2 separate regions of the Oryctolagus cuniculus genome follow, and region 1 is linked to region 2. Evidence: chromatin contacts called from public Micro-C data. All regions are on one chromosome and are shown on one strand. The core of a region is the stretch at or near the end of the contact, and the rest is flanking DNA. Distances in the headings are between cores, read along the strand shown.

What was found. Hi-C and Micro-C count contacts between places; a contact is called where the count stands out from the background.
Region 1: a Micro-C map of ear pinna shows a contact between it and region 2, with 2.4 times the contacts expected there. The contact joins the promoter of LIMA1 here to the enhancer-like site in region 2. A contact is called at or near these places in 3 of 6 Hi-C or Micro-C datasets (ear pinna, skin fibroblasts and an unstated tissue).

What each region holds. Positions count from the first base shown.
Region 1 is chr11:53,593,332-53,596,855 of mOryCun1.1, forward strand. LIMA1 (LIM domain and actin binding 1) reads right to left here and starts at 1,879. Exons shown (of 9, transcript XM_051846276.2): 1 at 1,670-1,879.
Region 2 is chr11:53,536,459-53,540,054 of mOryCun1.1, forward strand. LIMA1 (LIM domain and actin binding 1) reads right to left here. Exons shown (of 9, transcript XM_051846276.2): 4 at 1,979-2,425. Among named protein-coding and RNA genes, the nearest start is that of CERS5, 45 kb to the left of the region's middle. Within about 2 kb of position 2,168, at least 5 of the 8 cell types and tissues checked have an H3K27ac peak or open chromatin away from gene starts, as enhancers often do. A contact at or near this core is called in ear pinna, where this site is marked.

The DNA.
Region 1 (3,524 bases), core at 629-3,128, 57 kb after region 2:
TAGCAAGTTAAACAAAGTTATACAATGAGGTAATTTTTACAAAATGGCACTGCTTTGTTAACCTCCCCAATATAATGTTTTCTTCCCAGATGCTCAGCAGTTCAGGGCCTACCTGATAACACTTCTGGGCCCAGCAAAGAACAGTAAAAGTAGTTCCACCAACCACACTGCGAATCACTAGAGAATTAAAAACAGGATCTAATCCCATCTTTAACAGGCCATGGAGTTGAAGAGAGAAGAGGTGAGAAATAGGACCATGATACAAATACACGAACTGAAGGGCATTACTCATTATTACCCAAAGGTTTTTAATACCGTTTTTTAAATGTATTTTTGATCTATTTTTAAAGGAAAGGCAAAAAGGGGACTAAAACAGAAAACCTATGTTCTCTGAGCTCCAAAAGCACCCTGGGCTGACCTCACTCAACTATCAGCTGTATAGATGACTGCCAACCCACTTGATTTCAAGCTGTTCTGGGCAGGGATGTTGGGAGTGTCGAATCCACAGCAGCACTGACACAAGAGGCACTCAATGAAGGTTTTGTCAAAGAATAAAATAAGGTCCTAAAGTAACTAACAGGTGCCAAAATACGTATTGTTTTATTAGTGTAAAACCAGACAATATATATGCATGTGAACTTTTAATTTCTTTATCTGCAGTCGACTTTAGTACTCTTTGCAGATCTATCTAAAGCATTATCCTGCAGCCAGGCTATAACTGCGCTGGAACTTAGAAAATGTTCATTGAGGGTCACCTCTTGTATCTACATCAGAAGCAAGAGTTACTTTACAGCTCCTAAAATATGTCATTTGCGAACAGTATTTGTTAAAATGTCGATAAAAAATATTCCAATGAGCCACTTAAATCAAGAGGAGATTGAAGAATGCAAAAGAAGACCCCTGCCGAAAAGGCCCCTGGTACCTTTGACTAATTTGAAAAGTCAAGTCAATTCCCAAAAGCTGGAATTAGGTGCAAACCAATCATAGTTCAAATGTCTCTCGCCAGGATAAGCTAATCTGGCTGTTGCGACCCCCATAAGGAGGGGAGGAAGGGCGCCGGTTGGTTCACTCCTGGAACCTACAACTTCAAGCTTTGGTATGTGTAGCCAGGGGTGTCCATTTACCTCCCATTAGCACCTACGTATGTGGGAGACAGGTGCCGCTAGGACACCCACAATAGCGATTCGACAGAGACCCATCAGCTGCAAGCCCTGCTCTGTTCTCCACAGTCTTCCAAGAGTTCAGTTGGAGGAACAAAAGGGCAGAAAAGCCGAAGGGAGAGGGAACGGCTGCAGACGGAGAAGGAAAAGGAGCAGATAAATATTTAGAATATATCCCTGGGGGGCAGATTTCGAGTTTTGAAGAACTGCTCCCTTACCAACACAGCAAAAATGCGCACAGTGAGAAAGCAGCGCTCCCGCCGGCACAGGAGTCGGGGCGGGGGGCGGGGGGGGGGTTTCCATCAGCTCCCGCTCTCCGGCTGGAAGAGCTCAGTCACTCCCACCCCGAGCGCAGTCCCCAGACGTGAGGAAGGAGCCGGATCCGGGGGCTCTCTCGAGGGGGAGGGGCTCACGCGCCTGGCGCCCTCTCCTCGCACAAGTCGCGGGAGAAGCAGCGAGTGTAGGCTCACTCTCCGGCGGTGGAGAAGGTGGAGCCAGAAGGCCCTTACCTGACTACTAGCCGTCTTTTCCCGACGCTGTTACCAGCCCTGTCACGGGTCTCGGGCGTTCTACCTCGCGCACCTGTCGCGCCCAAGCTGCTACACCTACAAGTTCTGGCGGCTCCGCCCAGGTCCCGCTCAGAGCCCCGCCCCCGGACCCCGCCCATCGCCCGCGGGCGCGCGCACGGCCGCCCTCGTCTCGGGCGGACTTAGGCGAGCGTGCGCGCCGCCGGCTACGTGCGCGCGGCGCCCTCGCGGGGCGGGGCGCTGGTGTTGCGAGAGGCGTGGCTCCTATCTCAGGTTTCCTGGAGGATCCGAGCCCTAAAGGACTTTGGTTCCTGCGCTTCTGTACTTTGGCCTTGAGGCCTCTGAGTGCAGGTCACCTCAGTTTGACTTAGGAGTCACCCCGAGGTTTCGCGTCAGTTCACCTGATGGCTTCCGGGGTAAGGCCTGTGCGAGGAAAGGTGTTTTGCAGGTGGCCGGCTGGTGCAGTGGATGGAGCTGCCCCTCAATGGGGACTCCGGCTCTTTGGCTTTCCTAAGTCGCTCCCGCTCGCTGGATCTGAGTTTCCTCATGAATGAAGGGGATGGATGAGGGCAAACGATCTCCACGCGCTCTCCCAGCCTGGCGAATGGTTTAGCAAACGTCAAGAGGTTCCACCGCGTGGACGTTCTCCCGCCAAATTCTCACCCCAGTTCCTTGATAGAGCCCTTTCCTGTCCCCCAGGTTTAGTAGAGTTTCTGCTCACAAGGTTTCTAAAGCTGTTGGGAATTCATGCGGCGTGATAAGTCTTTAGAAGGAGCCAGTGGCGATAAATGCTGAAGCAGTTAGTGACAGTTTTGCCAGCGGTGACTAGGTCAGCCATTTGTTCTCCTCTCTTCAGATAAGCAGCCTGGGCTGATTACTGAAAAGGTATATGGGTACTTCAAAAAGTTTGTGGAGAGTGGCATTAACAGTTTAAAAAGTTTTTGAAAAAGATATGTATTTAAAGATTTATTTATTTGAAAGTCAGAATTACACACAGAGGAGAGGCAGAGAGAGAGAGAGAGAGAGAGAGAGAGAGAGAGAGGTCTTTAATCCACTGGTTCACTCTCCAGTTGGCCACAACGGCCGGAGTTGCGTCTATCCAAAGTCAGGAGCCCAGAGCTTCTTCCAGGTCTCCCATGCGGGTGCAGGGGCCCAAGGACTTGGGCCACCTTCTGCTGCTTTCCCAGGCCATAGCAGAGAGCTGGATCAGAAGTGGAGCAGCCGAGACTTGAACCAGCACCCATATGGGATGCCAGCACTGCAGGCAGTGGCTTTACCTGCTATGCCACAGTACTGGCCCCAAGATTTATATATTTAAAAATCAGAGCTACAGAGAGGGAGAGACAGAAAGATCGTCCATCTAAACATTTATAGTTTAACATACCATAATATCTCTAAGAGAGTAAATACTCCGAAGTCATTACTTCATAGGTTTTATTCCTAACTTCATTTCATCAATAATTTTACTCTTGAAGTTGTTTGTCCATAATATCTCTATGACAGAGATACTGTGTAATGTATACATCTATGGTTTAATGGGAGTATGCACACCATGGAAATTAGCAAATGCCATATATCAGAGTTGGTAGTTTTTTTAAAATTTTTTTCTAGACCAGGTTGCAGCAAATGTTTTTGTAAATGCGTAAATATTATTTTAGGGTTTGTGGAACATATGGTCTCTGTCACTAATACTCTACTCTTTCATTATAGTGCAAAAGTATCCATAGGCAATACCTAAAGAATTTGTTTTTTAAAAAAGCTTAATTTACAGAAACAAGCATCAGGCTTGTTTCTTGATATGGATCATGCAGAAATAAACTGAATGGTGTGAGACAAC
Region 2 (3,596 bases), core at 918-3,417:
GGAGTTCTAGGCTCATCACTTTGGCTTGGCTCACCCCTGGCTTGTTGTGTGGCCATCTGGGGAGTGAACCAGTGGACAGAGATTTGCATCCCTCTCTCTCTCTGTAACTCTTTCAAATAAATAAGTAAATCTTAAAAAAGAAACCAAAATTTTAAAAAAAATTGCTCTGTACTGTTTGCAACATGGATAATGATGCTTGCTCAGAAACAGCTGAAGAACCAAGGATAACTATGCCTTTCATTCCCTGAGCAGTCCATTAAGTCAAAAAGACTATTTAATCAGGAAGTAAAAAAGGGCACCCATACACAAAAATCCAAACCTAAAAAACAAAGCCCAGGAGACTCTCAAAACTCCTCCTCCTTTCTATCCTTCTGTAGTCAGGTTGTCCAGTGCCATCAGTGATCTGGTAGGATCAGTCTCTATACGGTGTTTCAACAACCCCTACTCCGACCAGGCAGAAAGAGATAGGCTTGTTCTGACCCATCTCGCACTAGACATTTATGAGAAAAAAAAGCCTCTTGCCAGATCCTTACGCATAATCAGCACTTTTGTTTGCTGCGGTCCTAGTCATTTCCTACCTCAGGCCAGTTTCGACATGCTTTCTGCACTGAATCCACATTGTGTGTGCTGGCGTGACATCAGCCATCCTTCCCCTAAGCAGGGTCTGAGAGGAGAGGACTTACAATGGTGCTTTGAGTCACCACAAAGCCCCTTCCTCTCTGTTTCAGATTTCTGACATATTTTCCTTCCAGTTAAAATTCTTCCTCTCATTTAAACTTTTAAAAAAATTAAATTAAGATCATAAAGGGGAAAGAGGACTAAAAATTGAGAGGGAAGAGAGTTGAAGAAAAGTAATAAAACTGCTTTGTGGTTGTATCTCTTGCCAACTGCTTTCAATGTTAAAGTAGTTAAAGCTTGCTCACAGAGAAAGGTTCTAGCTTGTCGAACCTTCACAAATTCTTCCTCGGTCCTCAAACATTCAAGAACTTTCCTAGGCAGGAAAGCAACAGGCACTTCGAGACAACAATGTCACAATGAATGCAGCAGAGGACCTCTGGATGAGTTATCTATTTTTTTTCTTTTCTTATCTGAGGATGCTTCCTCCTATTACTTCACAAATAGAGGGACTTGGGCCAAATATTTAGCTTTTAAAAAACTCAGCTCTCCCGTGAAGATGGAATCTGTAGTAAATGATGGCTTCGCTTCCAGTTGGATCTGTTTATTTCATTATAATGACTGTTGTAACAAACCATCCCCGCGTACAAAGCCAGATATGTAGGAAAGTCTGAGAAAACTGGAAAAATTTACCAGCTCTGCGGCCCCGGGATTGTGCTGTAAGTCACCAGCATATGTAACTCATTTTCTAGTTAAGTAATGCCCTCTGGGGATTCAGTCTACAATCCACACGAAGGCTCAGATTTCATTAGCAGTTGTAGGAAAATGCAGCCCTGGGCATTTGCAAGTCAAAACTCCTAAAGCTACAGCTTGTCTGGCTATCTTCATTGATTTTTCCTGGGAGAGGGTTTTAGCTGATAGAAAACATTTGTTGGAAGGCACAGATGAGGAAGTTGAGAAGCGGAGAAAGGGTTCAGCTAGCAAAGAGACAACTAAGCCTCAGTCTTAATGCTCAACTCTGCAGCTGTGTCCAGCAGAGAGCAAGATTCAGCAGTCATTTCACCCCCCAAGGCTACAATGACAAAAGGCACAGGAAGACCAATTAAAAGGGCAAGTACACAGAAACAGAATCCAATCTTCATTTTTAGATAGCAATTGGACTCTCGGCCTCAGCTTGAATTAAGATGAAATTGGGTCAGATACTCACGAATCTTAGCACCTATGTAAATAATTCACCTGTGAATTCATCCAACTTGAATCAAAAGACACACTCGGCCTCTATTCCAACTGTCTAAATGAGAAAACCAGCTTTGTTTAGTACTGGACTCGCCCTTCTCAAGTTTTACTCCCAGCCCATTCTTACCTTGGTTTGAGTTGGTTCCCCTTTCTCAAACATCATCTTAAGCCTGTTCAGTGGGACATTGTATTTCTCTATTTTGCCTGAAGCTTCTGTGTTTTCACCGATTTCGGATTTTTCTACTTCATGCCTGGATTCTCCCAGACAGTTTTCCATCTTTTTACTTTCTGTTGCGTGGTCCTTATGATCCTGACGCTCCTCGATGCGGTGAGAGAGGGCTTCAGGAGGTGATTCCAAACCGGGTCCGGGGTGGACCTGCGGATCCACTCGGGTGGCAGGAACAGAGCTGCCGGTCACTTCTGTGGGCGGATGGCCGACTCTGTGCCTAGTCTCGGCGCTGCTGTTTCGCACGGTGTCTGTGTGTGGCTCCACTCCTGGCACCGGGTTCTCCCACTTCTTCTTTAACACAGTCAGGGTCCCCCGTCTAAAGTGCGGGGGCAAACTTTCAGGGTTCTACAAGAAGGAGAAGCAAGTGCCAGTTACAACTTGCCTGCTGAAACATTCAAACATGTTGCTCTTTGCGAAATGAAAGTTCAAACTGCAAGCTGCAGCGAGTCCACGGCTGTTTCAGACAGCTGTGCAGTTACAGCCCTGCCACATGGAGCAAGCATCCACCCGGGAGAGGCAGAGGGGAAGAGAGAAAAAGTCAGGAGCTGCAGCAGGAAGTGATAAAACAGGATAGCCTTATAAGGGCAAAATGAGAAGAAAGGGGAGCCCAGCTCTGATGATAGTTATTACATCGGAGACGAGAAATTCTGATTCCAAGATCAACGGGGGTGGGGTGGGGGATACCTCTTATTTTAAACACTGTAAATATGCACTAATGAAATTCATTAGACTAAAAAATGACGTGAATTCTGTTTTGTTTTTCTTTTAAACAAGATAAAGACACAAGATAGCTGAAACTAATACCAATAATTATACAGTAACATTGAGGATTGAAGCTCTCTGGAATAACCTAAAGAAGTCACCATCCTTGTACAAGTATTTGCTAAATATTAAGTTGTATTTGACCTAATTTACATGCACATAAATACATTTTACTTTTATATAGGAGCCTAATCCCCTTTCTTTCCTGCTTTTCTCTACCTGTTTCATCTATGTATAAATTCTCAGCTCACAGAAAATTCGCTATTTTCCGGACCCTTTGGTTGAAGAAGATCCAGGTTTTCTGTGAAAACAGCCATCACCTACCCTGATGATCAAAGCACACACACTTCCACCTCTTAGAGAGGTTACTTTCACCTGGGTCAGAAATGGAATTAACACATCCGTGTAAAGACAGACTGCAAATAACCTGGGAACCACGCTGACACTGCCGTGGAAGTAACTGTCAGGTACTTCGAGAGCACTCCTAGAAAAGTGAACAGCACTAGCACCACCAGCCCAAACTCTGACCTTCCGATTCTCCATTCCTGAGAGCTTCGACTCCCCGGGCTTTCAGCTCAGAAAGAAAGGACAAACAACCCAGGACTGAAAGACTTGGGGAATTAAACAGGATTAGCAGCTATATTGGGAATTAAGTCTCTCACCCTATTACTCTTCTGAATACAGTCTGAGAGCCACTTCATCAAGTGGCAGCAAGGCCTGGGGGGAAAAAGTGATAGAAAACAGCTGTTTGATG